Regions from separate parts of the Pan troglodytes genome. Here region 1 is linked to region 2. The links are chromatin contacts, called in public HiChIP or PLAC-seq maps. All regions are on one chromosome and are shown on one strand. Each heading gives the region's core, a stretch centred on a gene start, on an enhancer-like site or on the middle of the called end of the contact. The rest is flanking DNA. Distances are from core to core; before and after follow the strand shown.

What was found. HiChIP or PLAC-seq counts read pairs in DNA pulled down with a chosen protein or histone mark.
Region 1: a contact with region 2 is called in an H3K4me3 HiChIP or PLAC-seq map of stem cell-derived excitatory neurons, with 9 times the contacts expected there. The contact joins the promoter of GNB2 here to the promoter of SPACDR in region 2. A contact is called at or near these places in 1 of 7 Hi-C or Micro-C datasets (stem cell-derived neural progenitor cells) and 1 of 1 datasets of contacts at active chromatin or transcription factors (stem cell-derived excitatory neurons).

The regions. Positions count from the first base shown.
Region 1 is chr6:110,133,415-110,137,763 of NHGRI_mPanTro3-v2.0_pri, reverse strand. GNB2 (G protein subunit beta 2) reads right to left here and starts at 1,413. Exons shown (of 10, transcript XM_016946195.4): 1 at 1,011-1,413.
Region 2 is chr6:109,926,863-109,931,869 of NHGRI_mPanTro3-v2.0_pri, reverse strand. It overlaps SPACDR (sperm acrosome developmental regulator), which reads left to right and starts at 3,147. Exons shown (of 4, transcript XM_016946201.3): 1 at 3,147-3,462; 2 at 3,559-3,625; 3 at 3,902-4,225. The coding sequence starts at 3,233. TSC22D4 (TSC22 domain family member 4) reads left to right here. Exons shown (of 5, transcript XM_519260.9): 4 at 1-42; 5 at 418-1,067. The coding sequence ends at 627.

The DNA of each region.
Region 1 (4,349 bases), core at 164-2,663, 210 kb before region 2:
AAATCGGGGGGTGGGGGGTGCGGGCAGAACTCCTTACTCTACCCAACCCCCAGGCCCGCACAAAGCCTCTTCCACCTACTAGCAGCCCAGGCCTGGCGGCACCGCCGGAGGCCCAGGGCAGAAGGAAGCACGGCTGGAGGAAGAAACTGGGGGCGGGGGCGACGTTCTCAGCCCTCGGTCCCCATCACCCCCCAGGGCCCTCAGCAGCCCCCAGACTCTAGGGATATAGCAGCCGGGGCTCCATAGAGAAATGAGGGTGCAACCGCCTCCGCAGGTCTGGCGGGGCTCAGGAGAGGTGACGGGAGGGTCCCTGGATCTGGCAGCTGGAAGGCGCGGGCTGGTGCGGCGCTGCGAAGCGCAGTGGGCCTGGCCCTCCAGCCCCCACGACCTCCATTTTGCCTAAAAGAAAGCTGGGCGGGGGGCGGGCGCCTGGGAGCTGGGCTTGGGGTGAGGATCTGTAAAGGGAATAGGGCGCCGAGGGCTCCAGTTTCGGCAAGTGGGGCCAGAAACCACGGGCAGCACCCAAATCGTGGGTAGGGTGGAGACGAAAGGAAGGGTGGCGCGCGGCCTTGCCTGCTTCTCCCCGATTTTGGAGTTGTGCAAGGCGAGGGCCGGCAGGGGTGCGACAGTGGAGGACACGAGGGGTGCTCCCCGGGGGCAGGCGGGAGAGTGGCGGTGGGGAAAGGGGGCGGGGCGGGGCCTAGAGGAAGCCCGGAATTTAGCCCCCCAACTTCCGAGGGAGCAAGAGGCAGTCGGGGCTGGGCTGGGGTCTGGGGTCGGGCAAAAACTTCGCTGATGGTGCGGGGAAGCGCACGCACGGTGGGGGGTGAGGGTTCCCCCAGTTCCCCTTCCGGGTTTGGGAGCGACCGGGCAAGAGGGGAAGGGAGGGGAGGTCTGGGGAGTTACGTCCTCTCCCAGGAGGCCAGCCCGGGGAGACCGAAGGAAGAGAGGTTCCCCTGGGGGAAATTGGGGCTGGGGGGCGAGAGGACTCCTTTTGCCAGCGAAGGTACCTGTGGCGGTGGGACTCTGCGGCGGGGGTCGCTGGCGGTGCGCGGGCGGCGCTGTCTTCCTCCGCGGCGGAGGAGGCGGCGGCGGCGGCGGCGGCGGCGGCGCGGATGGATTTCCTCAGTGGCCCCAGCCCCGCCGCCAGCGCTGCCTCCCCAGAGCGGAGGGATCCCGCCCGCCAGTGACGCGGCTGCCGCCGCCGCGCCCAGGACCCGGCTGGGCGAGACCAACTGCCTCGCACTTGGGGGAAGCCAGGAGACAAAACCCCACCGAGGGAGCAAAGACGGGCCCAGTCGCTCCCAAGGTTCTCACCCTGCGCTTTGTGGACGCAAACCGTACTCAAATAAAGGGTTTGCTTCACGGAAAGGAGTAAGACATCCCCCCTCTGGGACTGGAGGAGGTGGTACTGGCATATGAGGAGGGTGAGACCTATCGCTGGTCACGTGATCAGCCTCCCGCCCCGCCTGGATTGGGTGGCTCCAGACTGGGAAGGGGAGTTCGACGCCCCAGTTCCCGGTTGGGCCACGCCCCGGCCCTGAGGAGGCCACGCCCCTCACCAGGGGGCGGAGCTAAAGAGACCTGGACGGGGCCGGCCTCGAGGCTGCTGGAAGAAGAAGCGCGCTTCCGAGAAAGTCCCCGAGCGGGAGTGGGTAGGGGCTGATGCGGGCGCCCCGGGAATGCCATGAGAAGGGTCGTGTCCAGGCATTTCCTCAGCCTCGCCCACTGGGCCTTTGTAGACCCCCTTTCAGGGCTTGCCACTGAAATAACAACTCATTTATTGAGTGCCACACTTTTTTTTTTTGAGACGGAGTCTCTCTCTGTCGCCCAGGCTGGAGTGCTATCTCAACTCACTGCAACCTCCGCTGCCCGGGTGCAAGCGATTCTCCTGCCTCAGCCTCCTGAGTAGCTGGGACTACAGGCGTGTGCCACCACACCCGGCTAATTTTTTGTATTTTTAGTAGAGACGGGGTTTCACGGTGTTAGCCAGGATGGTCTCCATCTCCTGACCTCGTGATCTGCCTGTCTCGGCCTCCCAAAGTGCTGGGATTACAGGCGTGAGCCACCGCGCCTGGCCCGACACTTATTTTTTAATTGGAGTACAGTGACGCGATTGTAGGTCACTGCCACCTCAATCTCCTCGGCTCAAGTGATCTTCCTGCCTCAGCCTCCCTAGTACCTGGGACCACAGGCGTGCCCCAGCCACCATGCCCAGCTAATTTTTAAATTTTTGGTAGAGGTGGGGTCTTGCTATGCTGCCCAGGCTGACATATGTTAAGTCTCACAATACTGGGAAATTAAGTGCTAACATTCTCCTCATTTTCTTTTCTTTTCTTTTTTTTTTTTTTTTTTTGGAGACAGGGTCTCACTCTGTCACCCAGGCTGAAGTGCAGTGGCATGATCTCGGCTCACTGCAACCTCCGCCTCCTGGGTTCAGGCGATTCTCCTGCCTCAGCCTCTGGAGTAGGTGGGATTACAGGCGCCCGCCACCATGCCCACCAATTTTTTTTTTGTTTTTTTAGTAGAGACGAGGTTTCACCATGTCGGCCAGGCTGGTCTCAAACTCCTGACCTCAGGTGATGTGCCCGTCTCGGCCTCCCAAAGTGCTGGGATTACAGGCGTGAGCCACCGCGCCCAGCCTTCTCCCCATTTTCTAATAGTGGAAAGAGACCTGAGGCTGCAGAGTTTAGATATGAACCCAGGCAGCCAAAACTTTACTGTACATTCCAGTATATCTGTATGAGCCTCTAGATGAACCTCTTCCTCCAGGGACCTTGCCTGTAAAGGGACAAGAACGTAGGTCTAGGCCTCAGTTAAATGGGGACGTTGACAGCATCTGCCCTGCAAGTCCCAGATTCTTACTGAGAACCCCATCGATTGTGGAAATGCTTTGGGAAGTTCAAGGCAACAAATAGCCTTCACTGAGTCCTTGTAATTTGAAAGTATCAAAACACGCAGCCATAAGAAAGAACGAGATGGGGCTCACGCCTGTAATCCTAGCACTGTGAGAGGCCGAGGCGGGTGGATCACTTGAGGTCAGGAGTTTGAGACAAGCCTGGCCAATATGGTGAAACCCCGTCTCTGCTAAAAATACAAACATTAGCTGGGCGTGGTGGCACACACCTGTAATCCCAGCTACTCAGGAGGCTGAGGCAGGAGAATTGCTTGAACCCAGGAAGCGGAGGTTGCAGTGAGCCAAAATCACACCACTCACTGCACTCCAGCCTGGGCAACAGAGCAAGACTTCGACTCAAGAAGAAGAAAGAAAGACGAAAGAAGAAAAAGTAAAAGAAAGAAAAGGAGGGAAGGAAGGGAAGGAAAGAAAAAAAGAAAGGAAAGAGAAAGGAAGAGAGAAAAAAGAAGAAATCATGTCCTTTGCAGCAACATGGATGCAGAAAAGAGAGAGAGAGAAAGAGAAAGAAAAGAGAGAAGGAAGGAAGGGAAAGAAAGAAAGAAGAAACAAAAGAAAAGAAGAAGAAATCGTGTCCTTTGCAGTAACATGGATGCAGCTAGAGGCTTTTATCCTAAGTGGATACATTTCTGCAGGAACAGAAAACCAAACACTGCATGTTCTCACTTATAAGTAGGAGCTAAACACTGGGTACTCATGAACATAAAGACGGGAACAATAGACACGGGGGCTTACTAGAGGGGGGGAAGGGTTGAAAAACTACCTATTGGGTACTGTACCCCAGGTGATGGGATCAATTGTACCCCAAACTTCAGCATCACAAGATATACCCATGTACATGGGTACATTCATGTGCACATGAGTCAGAATCTAAAAAGATGAAATTATATTTTAAAAAGTATCAAAACATACTCTTCATTTAGTCTCTGTGAAAGACATTACAAATCACTTTTCAAAAACAATTGTTTTTTCTTTTTTCTTTTTTTTTTTTTTTTCTGAAATGGAGTCTTGCTCTGTCACCCAGAGCTGGAGTGCAATGGCACAATCTCGGCTTACTGCAACCTCTGCCTCTTGGGTTCAAGCGATTCTCCTGTCTCAGCCTCCCGAGTAGCTGGGATTATAGGAGCATGCCACCAGGCCTGGCTAATTTTTGCATTTTTAGTAGAGATGGGGTTTCATGTTGGCCAGGTTGGTCTTGAACTCCTGACCTCGTGATCTGCCTGCCTCGGCCTCCCAAAGTGCTGGGATTACAGATGTCAGCCACCGTGCCCAGCCTACAATTGTTTTTTTCCAAATCGAATATGTTATGAACATAGTAGTTGTCTTTGTAATGGGTACACACACTCACACACACAGAATGATCTGCCTGGTGGGGCAGGGAATAGTAAACATGCCAAAGGGAAAATGAAAAAAGAATCCTGTAGGTTTTCATTAT
Region 2 (5,007 bases), core at 1,898-4,397:
GGAAGCCTGGTTGGCATTGACAACAAAATCGAGCAAGCCATGGTAAGAGAAGCCATCTTGGTCCCAGGAGATCCTGGCCCCCTTAAGCCATCCCTCCACCCCAGCCCTGTCCTCTTCCTTACCAGGGAACACCAACTCCCAGCTCCTCCATCCCTCTCCCTGCTGGGCATCCTCTGCCCCCTCCTGCCACCACCTCCACCCTTGACTTTGCCCAGCCTCTAGTCTGGCTACTGGTCCCCATCTCTGTCTTTGAGCCCTGACTCTGCCTCTGTCCCTCGTCCTTTTCCCCTGTCCCTTCCCTGCTTTGTCCCTCATCCTCTGGACACTGGGGACTGTCTCCCACCCCGGCCCTCAAGGCACTGGGCAGGGGATGAGGCACCCACCCCGTTGACGCTGTGCCTGTCCCGGGGCCCCCAGGACTTGGTGAAGTCCCACCTCATGTTTGCGGTCCGGGAGGAGGTGGAGGTGCTGAAGGAGCAGATCCGGGAACTGGCGGAGCGGAACGCTGCGCTGGAGCAGGAGAATGGGCTGCTGCGTGCCCTGGCCAGCCCGGAGCAGCTGGCTCAGCTGCCCTCCTCGGGGGTCCCACGGCTTGGGCCCCCTGCGCCCAATGGGCCCTCCGTCTGAGCCTCCCTTCCCTTACAATGTGCCTTTGGGGCTGCCCGGCCTTGTGTCAGCCGCCTGCCCCCTCTTCCTATGCAGCTTTAATGTCCCCGTGTTCCCGGGGTGGGAGTTCAAGGCTCAGTAATGGCCTGGTCCCCCGGCCCCTGCCCCATCTCCTCATCATCCCCAGCCTTGATGGAGGAGGGAGGGCTTCAGGACGGGGCGTCAGAGGGAGCCCCCTCTGGGAGGGAACCAACCCCCACCCTCCCTCCTGGGACCCCCCAGCAGTAGACGGCTTGGGGGAGTCGGAGGCTCCCCGGCAGACACCCCACCCCCATCTTGTTCCCTTGAGGTGCCTCCTCTCCTGTGCCCAGAGGAGGGAGTGTGGACAGTATCTGGAAGTTCTGGGATTCAGGTTGTTATTAAAATAATAATAATAATTAAAAACTCTGAAGAAACTTGAATTTGGAGGTTGACATCTCGTTTGTTGCTTGTGTTCAGACTCAGGGGTCGTGCCTGCCGTTTAGGGCTCCCCTGAGATCTTTTGCAGACTGGGGAGGTTTAAAGCGTGGGAGACGGAGGAATTGAGACAGAGGCTGGAGAAGGGAGCCAGCGGTTCGGGTCCTGGGAAGGGGCAAGTGAGGATTGGGGGTGGGGGGGCGTCTGCCCACGTGCTGGGCGGGGGGACCGGGAAACAATAAGGTCTTTGGTGGTTGCCCAAGATCCACCCCCGGCTTCCCAGTGTGTCCCCTCTGCGGGCTGGATCCGGGTGGCTGCTTGGGGGCGGGGCGGGGGGCCCTGAATGGGCCCCTTGTCTCGGGGCTGAGTGTGGGCCAGGCTCCCCGGGCACACGGTGCCCTTGCCAGGCCTGGCCAGCCGCCGTGGCTCCCACCCCCGGCCAGCTGAGGACGGGCCCTGTGGGTGAGCTGGCCCCTCCCTGGCAGCCTGGGCTCCGGTCCCAGGCGGAAGAGTCAGCAGCAATGGAGAAGGACCCCATCTAGTGGGGAAGAGGCGAGAGCTGCAGCTGTAGCCCCAGGAGGCCCCTAGCCCCGGGATCCCCTGGCCCCAGCAGCCTCCAAGGAGGCTGGCCTGTCTTGGAGTGCCTGACTCTCTGCCTCCTTAGGTTTCCCTAGGTTCATAACCTTGGGCAACTTCTTTGGTTTTTCTTTTTTTTTTTTTTCATTTCTCCTTTCTTTTTTTGAGACAGGGTATTGCTCTGATGCCCAGAGTGCAGCAGCACAATCACAGCTCCCTGCAGCCTCCACGTCCCTGGCTCAAGTGATCCTCCCGCCTTGGCCTCCCTGAACTATAGGTGTGCGCCACCACGTTCAGCTAATTTTCTTTATTTTTGTAGAGATGGGGCCTTGCTATGTTGCACAGGTTGGAGTGCAGTGGTGTGATCATAGATCACTGCAGTCTTCAACTCCTGGGCTCAAGTGATCCTCCCACTTCAGCCTCCTAAGTAGCTGGGACTACAGGCATGTGGCACTATGCCCAGCTAGAGACGGAGTTTCGCTCTTGTCACCCAGGCTGGAATGCAGTGGTGAGATCTCAGCTTACTGCAACCTCCACCTCTCAGGTTCAAGCGATTTCCATGCCTCAGCCTCCTGAGTAGCTGGAACTACACGTGTGCACCACCACACCCAGCTAATTTTTTTTTTTTTTCGTATTTTTAGTAGAGAAGGGGTTTCACCACTTTGGTCAGGCTGGTCTCAAACTCCTGAACTCAAGTAATCTGCCTACCTCAGCCTCCCAAAGTGCTGGGATTACAGGCATGAGCCACTGCGCCTGGCCTAAATTTTTTGGTAGAGACCATCTCGCTATATGGCCCAGGCTGATCTCAAACTGCTGGCTTCAAGTAATCCTCCCACCTTGGCGTCCCAAAGTTCTGGGATTACAGGTGTGAGCTACCACACCTGGCTCTCTTAAGTTTTTTCCTTCCTTGCTTCCTTCCTTCCTTCCCTCCTTCCTTCCTTTTTTGTCTTTCTTTTTGGTTTTTTTCTTTCCTTCTTTTCTTTCTTTTGTTCTTTTCCTTCTTTCTTCTTTCTCTCTCTTTCTTTCTCTCCTCTCTGTCTCTCTCTCTCTTCCTTCCTCCCTCCTCTCCCTTCCTTCCTTCCTTCCTTTTTTTTTTTTTTTTTTTTTTTTTGAGACAGGGTCTCATTCTGTTGCCCAGGCTGGAGTGCAGTGGCACAATCATGGCTCACTGCAGCCTCCACCTCCTGGGCGCAAGCAATCCTCCTGCCTCAGCCTCCTGAGTAGCTGGGACTGCAGGCACACCCCACCACTCCCAACTGATTTAAACTTTTTTTTTGAAAAATTTAAACATAGTGAGTTGGGGGGGGTCTCACTATGTTGCCCAGGCTGGTCTTCAACTCCTGGCCTCAAGTGATCCTCCTGCCTCAGCCACCCAAAACACTGGGATTACAGGCATGAGCCACCATGCCCGACCCCGTTCAGCTTTCCTGAATTTCAGATTCCTCTTTGGTGAAGTGGCACTAACAATAATACCTATCTTGAAGGGCTGCTGTGAAGGGACTGCAGGACGTGATGCAGGAACAGTGCTTATTAGTTTGTTACGTGTTAGTTTATTTTCCCTGGATCTGAGCGAAGAAGAGCCAGGGTGGAAGAGATGGACTCTGTGGGTCTGGGCAGGGCCTCGGGGGTTGGGGTCAGGGCCAGACAGCCTCACAATGGTCTAGAACTCTCCCTCACTGTAGGTTCTCACCTACTTCAACTCCTCTCCCTGTCCCAGGGAGGGGAGAAAAGGTCTGGGATTCATTGCCAGGAGGGGCTTCCCCCAGGATTTCCTACTTCTTTCTTTACTGCTGTGCTTGAAGCTCACAGGAGACCCCTCAAGAGGTGGTCACTGGCCCACAGCCCACCCCATCCCCCACCCGCCACCCCCACCGTACCAAATGCTAGCTCTGCCCTTTCTTCTGTGTTTTTCCCATCAAGAGAGATGGTTGTGGTCATGAAGTTCTTCCGATGGGTTAGACGGGCTTGGCAAAGGATTATTTCCTGGGTGAGTTTCTGAGACCACTCTGTCCTCATGATACGCTGGGATGAGGGCATGGGTCTCAGTAGCCCCTTACTGCGTGGGTTCCCTCCCTTCCTGGCCTGTGGCCAAACAAGATGGAGTGGGGAGGAAGGAAAGGACAGCTGGGGAGGGGCTGGAGGAGAAGGAAGAGAGGCCAGGAAACTCACTGCTCCATCCCTTTTGTGCCTTCTTTTCTGTGGATGGTGTTGTCTCTGCCCTGCCCCTCTCTCCTGTCTCTCCTCTCTGTGTCTTGGTTCTCAGGTTTTCTTCTGGAGGCAGAAAATTAAACCAACCATCTCAGGACACCCTGACTCCAAGAAACACTCATTGAAGAAGATGGAGAAGACTCTCCAGGTGGTTGAGACTTTGAGGTTGGTCGAGCTCCCAAAAGAGGCTAAGCCCAAGTTGGGTGAGTCCCCCGAGCTGGCAGATCCCTGCGTGTTGGCCAAGACTACAGAGGAGACCGAGGTGGAGCTGGGCCAACAGGGCCAATCCCTACTGCAGCTGCCGAGGACGGCCGTCAAGTCTGTCTCCACGCTCATGGTCTCTGCCCTGCAGAGTGGCTGGCAGATGTGCAGCTGGAAGGTCAGCACCATCCTAACACCCCCTCCCTCTTTCCCCAGCCCCCAGTGACTCACCCCTCCCTCTGATTACTTGTTCAACAATTGTTTCCTGGCCTGGTGCAGTGACTCAAGCCTGTAATCCCAGCACTTTGGGAGGCTGAGATGGGAGGATCACTTGAGCTCAGGAATTCGAGACCAGCCTGGGCAACATAGCAAGACCCTGTCTCTTAAAATATCTTTTTCTTTTTCTTTTTCTTCCTTTCTTTTTTTTTTTTCTCCCTGAGACAGAGTCTCCCTCTGTCGCCCAGGCTGGAGTGCAGTAGTGTGATCTCGGCTCACTGCAACCTCCACCTCCCCAGTTTAAGCTATTCTCCTGGCTCAGCCTCCCGAGTAGCTGGGGACTACAGACTCCCACACCTGGCTAATTTTTGCATTTTTAGTAGAGACAGGGTTTCACCACAAGGCCAAGCTGGTCTTGAACTCCTGGCCTCAAGTGATCCACCTGCCTCAGCCTCCCAAAGTGCTGGGATTACAGGCAGGAGCCACCATGCCCAGCAAATGTTTTCTTTCTTAGCCAGGCATGGTGTTTTCTTTCTTAGCCAGGCAGGAGTTCAAGGCCAGCCTGGGCAACAAAGCGAGACCCCATTTCTACAAAAAAGTTAAAAATTAGCCAGGCTTAGTGGTGCCTGTAGTTCCAGCTACTTGGGAGGCTGAGGCAGAAGGATCACATGAGCCCAGGAGTTCAAGGCTGTAATGAGCTATGATTGTGCCACTGCACTCCAGCCTGGGCAATAGAGCGAGACT